2 separate regions of the Xenopus laevis genome follow, and region 2 is linked to region 1. Evidence: chromatin contacts called from public Hi-C data. All regions are on one chromosome and are shown on one strand. Each heading gives the region's core, a stretch centred on a gene start, on an enhancer-like site or on the middle of the called end of the contact. The rest is flanking DNA. Distances are from core to core; before and after follow the strand shown. Region 1 holds the start of atxn1.L (ataxin-1). Region 2 overlaps atxn1.L (ataxin-1).

What was found. A called contact is a pair of places that touch in the nucleus more often than the background predicts.
Region 2: a contact with region 1 is called in a Hi-C map of the XL177 cell line, with 3 times the contacts expected there. The contact joins the enhancer-like site here to the promoter of atxn1.L in region 1. A contact is called at or near these places in 2 of 4 Hi-C or Micro-C datasets (the XL177 cell line and the XTC cell line).

The regions. Positions count from the first base shown.
Region 1 is chr6L:98,669,895-98,673,725 of Xenopus_laevis_v10.1, forward strand. atxn1.L (ataxin-1) reads left to right here and starts at 1,251. Exons shown (of 7, transcript XM_018267818.2): 1 at 1,251-2,198. It overlaps LOC108719147 (a long non-coding RNA gene), which reads right to left and starts at 1,895. Exons shown (of 3, transcript XR_001936169.2): 1 at 1,773-1,895; 2 at 1,066-1,169; 3 at 1-663.
Region 2 is chr6L:98,807,025-98,810,613 of Xenopus_laevis_v10.1, forward strand. All of the region lies in intron 5 of atxn1.L (ataxin-1), which reads left to right. Among protein-coding and RNA genes, the nearest start is that of gmpr.L, 83 kb to the right of the region's middle. Within about 2 kb of position 1,502, at least 1 of the 7 cell types and tissues checked has an H3K27ac peak or open chromatin away from gene starts, as enhancers often do.

The DNA of each region.
Region 1 (3,831 bases), core at 1-2,500:
GCCACTAGATATTATTTATTGCTGCCCCATAAACAGAAACGTTTAGCGTATACCAAGAGTTTACTGACATTACAGAATATTGTGTAATTGTTATAGAACATACTCATTGATACTATACCTATGATTTTTATTTTGGACGTTAATGAAATAAATATACCTTATTTCTAGGATTTATATTCAAGTTTCACCAGTTCACCATTTCTTCTACTCTTCTTCTGGAGGAAAAGAAAATAAAAAGATTATCAAATGGATAAATTTGAACTAAAGCAGTACACCCCAATGTGCAAGGTCTAATCCATGATTAAATAAATCACAGCAACCAATCAGCAGTTAACATTTGGCAGTCTACTGCAAGAATTAATTAAATTAAATATCAGTTTGGTTGCTATTAATTATTAGACCTGGCACCTGCTACTACATTGCTACAACTTTGATTCTCCTGTAATTATGTCATAAAACTTTTGATTATATCTGTAACTGTAGGGTACAATACAGTACTCAAGGCTTATCTGCCATGGTTTCTGTGGGCTCAGCAGGTCAGTCCTATCCATAGGCAATCTACAGTGGTTTCCATGTCTTCAACCTCATTTGGTTTCTTCTTCTTTCGTTTTTTTCTCTTCGATATGGACTGCCACTTCTCACTCTGTCAGCTAAGGAAACCACCTTGGAGGAATTCAAGACACAAAGAAAACATGCATTAAAACAATGGATTGTTTCCCCTTTTCTAATTGATGAATATTCGTTTAAAGCTATGGCCCTACAGCTATGGCTCCCAAAACCCCCCAGCAGCCTTCAGCTTGGTGTTGCAGTTAAACAACTGTAATTATAATATATCTTAGGTACTTTTATTTCTATCACCCTACCCCCAAGGGCCCACTTTGATATTGGGCCGGCCCGAGGGAAGATGCCATCTACCGTATAAGACAGCCTGGACAGTTTGTACCAGGTACAATGTTCAACCAGAAAGCTGTGTGTACAATTTACTGTGTTTTCTGTTACCTATTACAGGGCATTGCAACTGTTTAAAAAAAAAAACACTGAATGACATGTATGAAGGAGACAAACCATCTGCTTGCTGTGTTTTCCACAACCTATTATGTTTTACCACCAGAGGGTACTCTTCGGGGTCACCGAGTCTATTAGCATGCTTTTCAGTAACCCTCTGTTCCCTGGAGAGAGAAGAAAAAACACAACAGGTTAGTACATTCACTTGACACTTGCTGGACACACAAGTCACCAGATCACAGGCAATAGGTGCCCTTGCCGCTGTTTACTACAAGGCAGCAACAGCAGCACCCAGGAAGTAGGCTGTAATAGAAAACGGCTTTACATGAAGGGGTATGCCCAGAGCTGAAAATAGCAGGGATTTTCTTTGACTTATGAAAGAGGGAAAAACATTCACACAAAAAGGATGGTGCCTTATTCCAAAGGCTCATGTGGCGGAATGAATTCCATTGTTAAGCCTGCCGGCACAGACGGGGTTAAGTCAGAAGCGATTTCCTACATGACGTGAACATGTTAGTCTGCGTTGTTCCTCTCTGTGGACATTGAGCTTGGCTTGCCCTTACAATTCCTACTCTGCCTCTCCTCAACCTCTACTTCTCTTTCCAACAGAGGCACACACCCTACAGGAATCATGTGCACATATTAAAGTTACTCTGTGCTGCTACGTCTCTGCTCGCTCTTTCTTCCTTTAAATGATACTGAAGAAGAATCCCGAAAAAAACCCTTTTTGTTATAAGGGGAAAACCGTCATTTATAACAGCACCTACTGTAGCTGAAGAAATACAACAAGTACACGGCAGGCTGGCGGACCAGCATGTAGAAGGGGTTAAAGCCGACCGGCCCAGCTCTGTTGTGCGTATGCAATAATCTGTGTGGCTGCTTTGGCTGTCTGCCAGAGTGTTGCCTTGCCTCCACACACACACTCTCTCTGCCCCCCCCCCTTCCTCCCTTTTGCATGAAGTAGGATCCTTGAGCTGTTGCAGAGGCAGCCAACTGCTCCATATTTGGCTTCTATTACACATTTACATACTGGAGAGAGAGAGGGAGAGAGCTGTACTGCAGACATCATTTCTACTACAGTAGAGGAGACATACAAGACCTGTCTTTCTGCGAGGGGGGGCAGAGTAGGAGGAAAAAAATGCAATAGCTCAGACACCCTCTTCATCCAACAAGCCCTTATACTGCACTTTACAGTAAGTCGATTTTATTTGTGTCACTGCTTTGCCGTTCTGTTCATGCAGACCTTAGTGGGCAAGTGCTATGCATGTATGTATAAAAGCATTTCTGTACTGAACCCTTTCTGGGCTCACATATATATATAAGCCTTGCAGAACTACAGACCACAGGCTTGTTTTTCCCCTTCCTGCTTTTTATTCTCCCTGAAAGAAGCAGTCGGAGATAAGAGACATTTGTTTTATTTTTCGGTTTGCAGAAATGATCTAGTGTAGTGCCTAAGAGTAGTGCACCGTAGGCGCAAATGTTCTTAATGAGTGCCACCGTGTGTATTTCGTGTAGAGTGAGGCCTGCTTTGCATAGTAACTGAGAGTAATAGAGAGTTTTAACCCTGATCAGTAATAGGGAGACTGCAGTAATTGCTTTCCCCATGGGGTAATGTAGAGAGCCAGTGTGAGTGTGTGTACGAGAGAGGAGAGCACACATTTATGTCACCTCTCTTAGTCCCCTCCTCCTACTGTCTGATCTATCAGTCTGCTTCTCCTCTATGGAGACCACCTGGTCCCAGATTACTATGGAGAGACTTGCACAATCTTGCCATTATTTTGATTGTAGGGTTATTCCATTATTCATGAACATAAAAGAACTGGCAGGGTTAGAGATATAGAAAGCTGGAAGGCTGAATGGAGGTTAATTAGTCATGCCCGATCCACTGCTGGACTACAATTACCGGCATCCCCAGCACTTCTCCCCACTCTTATTAAGCATAGGATTTCTAGTATGCTTTTATTATTACTGATATTGAGCTGTTTTTAGATAAAATGTACATGTTTTTGATCTAAATGAAACAGACAAAGCTGCATTTTAGCTCTTAGGTTGTACTTCCACTACATTCCAGATTATCATTATTGTTGTTTAACTTTGAATTGAAGTAGGTCTAACCCACAACAGAATGTAGTGAGGATTTCGTACAGAGAATATGTACAACAAACGAGCTTTATTAGTTGCCCTACATTAAAGCTAAGGCATTATGTTCTGCACTACGGCCTAGTGCTGCTAGAAAGACAGGCCCGGAGCATTTGGCAGACAGACTGCTCCACCCCACAGTGCTGGGTTCTGTCCTCACTGTTTTTACCCTGCCCTCCTGGAGAACAGTATGATCCAGTCTGCTCCTTCCAGAAACACTTTTATAAAAGTAGCAGTTGGCATTTTCAAATACGACGTTTCTCATGCTTGCTCAAGGCCGGGGAGTTTAGGAGCTTGCACATTAATTGCAATGCACTGTTAAGGCAATACATGTAAATGCTAAACAATATTGTGGTAAGAGGCTTAGCTCAGTTAAAGCAGATCTGCTTTGCAAAGGACGGTTTCTCTGCTTACTGTGTTTTCAGGCATTTATGGCAATGGAATTATTGCTTGGGTTAAGCAGGTTGTGACTTTAGATTATCAGTGGTTGCAGAGTTACATACACCAACTTACATACTTAAAGACTATTACTTACTTACATAGAGAGGCTATTCCAGTAATGTACTGTGGTTTGCTTGGCCTTTATTAGCATTTAGCTTTCATAAACCACCTGCCTCTATACCCTCTGGCATGTGTTGTCTACTGCGGAGCACAGAAAGGTAAAAGTATATTTGCACAAAAAGTTAA
Region 2 (3,589 bases), core at 252-2,751, 140 kb after region 1:
GGTCCAAATTACCCTAGCAACCATGCATTGATATGAAAAAGAGACTGGAATATGAATGGGAGAGGCCTGAATAGAAGGATCAGTAATAAAAAGTAACAATAACAATACATTTGTAGCCTTACAGAGCATTTGTTTTTTAGAAGGGGTCAACAACGCCCATTTGAAAGCTTCAAAGAGTCAGAAGAAAAAGGCAAATAACTATAAAACTATAAAAAAAATGAACAATGAAAACCAATTGAAAAGTTGCTTAGAATTGCCCATTCTATAACATAATAAAAGTTACCTTAAAGGTGAACCAACCATTTAAGCCATTTCAACATTAAATCAACCATTTAGGATTGTTTCGGCTCCAATAAGGATTAATTATATTTTAGTTAGGATCAAGTACAAGCTACTGTTCTATTACAGAGAAAAAGGAAATCATTTATTAAAATGGGAATTATTTGATTAAAATGGAGTCAATGGGAGAGCACATTTCCCTAATTCGGAGCTTTCTGGATAATGGATCCTATAACTGCTTTGAAGTGTAAGATTTGATTCTTTGCCTTCTTATGTATTTCTAAAGCAGCTCTGGGAGGGCAGGGGTCACCAACTCTCTAAACTGTTATATATATAAATAAATGATGATGAACTGTTCTAAACTAACACATTAGTTGTGCTTCTATAGTAGAGCCTGTTGGTCTCTTTAGCCTGTCCATCTGAATGTACATTTTATTCCTTTGCTATAGAAGTTTCCACCACATTTGATCCACAGTTATTTGTGTACCACCTTTTAAATGCCTTGTGTTTATTCACAGCTAATGCTTTGCAATGATTCACCAAGCCTTCTTGGCTTTCTTGGCCCCATTACAGTGACGTTCCACTGCTCTCTGCTGGTGGAAAAGATTTCACTTGGGTGTATGTGATGGAATAACGTGCCAATATACAAATAGATTCTTCTCATTTTTAAACTTCTTGTTACTAAACTAGTTCCACTATTATCTGTAGTCCTCTACGAAGAGGAATGTTTGCTCAGTGGTAGCTACCACACATATGGCAGTCATTATAATTGCTCTTTATGCAGCAGTAATGCACATGGAAACGCATTTTGACATTTGCCTCTGGCATTAATAAAGGATAAAAATGGCTGCAGAAGTGTAATACCTACAGTGAGCCACAGGGATAGCTTGCTGAGCCAATGGATGGCTAAATCAGACAAGCAAGTGGGAACACAGATATGACAAATCTCTCATGTTGGATGGGATGTCAGCAATGTAGCTACTTTCAACACCCGCTGACCTCAAATTTAATTTGTGCCCAGGCGTAGCCAAGAGAAAAAGCAGTACTTGTATCTATTTCCCAAGAACATTTCTATAAAATGTTAAAACCTTCCACCTTTAACAGACACTTCCTGATAACCCAATAAGTTTGTGTTAAGCACACAACACTGGTTTACACAATGCAGGGCCGTGGGGATCTTCCACTAATCACTCCAGGCAGGAGAATGAATGGTTTCACGAAAAAGAATTTGCTGGACACCGTCCAAACTCTTGCCGTGCCCACAGATTAAGCAGTGTAGAGCTGGGAGGGGTGGAAGAGGGAATTCAACCGTGTAGCCTCTTTTTAAGAAGTGATTGTGAATGTTTACTGAGAGCATAGAATTCAAGGAAGCTGAGCATGTTTGAATGTCAGCCCAGACATTAATCTGGCAGCTTTCCATTGAGATATTGGCATTAGCAAGATGTGTACACAGTGCCTGTGTTTAGTTGCCTTTGAGTTGCTTTGCTAGAAAATATTTCTGGGTTTTTTTCCAGGCTAGAGCAAAAACTCTGTTAAACAAACATCTTTATGGTTCTGTTCCCACCTTTTTGCAAAAAAAAAAAAAAAAAACAATACCAGCCTTTATGCCTTTTACTCTTTCTTCCCTATTAATAAATATTGGTATCCAGACTCTTTTTACTGTCCTCTGCTGTATTGGCCAGATGGCAAAATTCGTTTTTGTGATTTAGGTAGGTGTGTATGTAAGACACCAAACTTGACCGTTTGTTAAAATTTATCTTGATTTTTATGGGGTTTTCTTATTGTCCCTGATTATTTCTATGAAAACCCTGTCGTGTGCTTTGAAAAGTGATTCCTACCTGCTGTTTTGTCTTTATAACACCAACAGGCTCCTATATTACAAGACATATTGTGTAGGCTCTTGCTCTTAGTGGAGATTAGGGAACAATGGAGTTACTGCTGCAAATGTGCTGATCTGCCTGGGCCTAGAATCTCTGGTACATATAGTATAAGCTAAGTAAACCTTAAAAAAAAGTGAATGTAAAATTGATGATAGTGCTAGTCTAAGCTATTTTGCAATGTACATTCATTATTTTTTTTTTTATTCCAAAATATTAAAGGATACATGTACTGTTAACATGAATAAATTTTGTTACAACAGTGCCACCTGATGGTCATTTTCCAACCAGTTTGACCACTAAGTAGTCAAGAAAGTTGTCAGAAGAAAGGTGGCTGCTGTGATGTTCTTCTAGTTAGGAAAGATTTGAAAGAGGTTTCCAATTTTTTCCAAACCAGAAGAACATCAGAGCAGCCACCTTTCTTCTGACAACTTCCCTGACTACTTAGTGGTCAGACTGGTTGGAAAATGACCAGCAGGTGGTGCTGTTGTAACAAAATTCATTAATATTAACAGTACATGTATCCCTTAATACATTGGAATTAAAAATAATAATAATAATAATAATAAAAATTGTACATTGCAAAAGTTCTTAGAATAGCACTCTCATAAATTTTACATTCACATATTTTTTAAGATCTACTTATCCTTTAAAGGAGAACATATTTCAGAAACAAGTATTTTCAATTGCATTATACTCCTCAAAAATAGACGGAATGTGCTTATAAAAGTTATGTTTTGCACCACTTTGATCAAAACTTCCCCAAAAACCTCACTCATGTCAACTCACCCACATTTTTCAGGAGTCACTCTAATTTAACCAGAGATGTCAACTTTCTTGGAATTCTCAGGAGTTACCTGTTTTTGGAGCCCTGCACTGCCGCGACCACAGGCCATTCCCCCGTTTTTTTACAGTGTGCAATATGCACATGTGCAGTAAACAATTTTTGCTGTGAGAAAGGATGTGCGCATGTGCAGTCCATATTTTTTTCCCCCCAAAAGTTTTTATTAAGGATATCAGGTTACATAGTTAAATACAAGTATGGCGGTGAATAATTTTAATTATACAATAGGCCACAACCCTACATCAATTAGGCCATACCCCTTTCCCCAATGACACATTACGTGGACGGAAGATTTCCCAGATGCTGTCTTGAATAGGTTGATATCTCTCGTTTAACCAGTGTCAGACTTGGACACCAGGGGCCCACCCAAAAACCTTTGACCAGGGGTCCACAAGTAATCTTAGACCACGGGCCCACTCTCACTACTATTATTCTTCCTCTCCTCACTCAACCTCTATTCTCGTAGTCTCTTTTCTTTACATACTGCAATCTATCATTCCAACTATTCAGCCACTTTGTTCTCATTGAAATAGGGAATGGCCATGAAATAGGCCAAATGTTTAACAGCATGAGGGCCCACTGACACCTG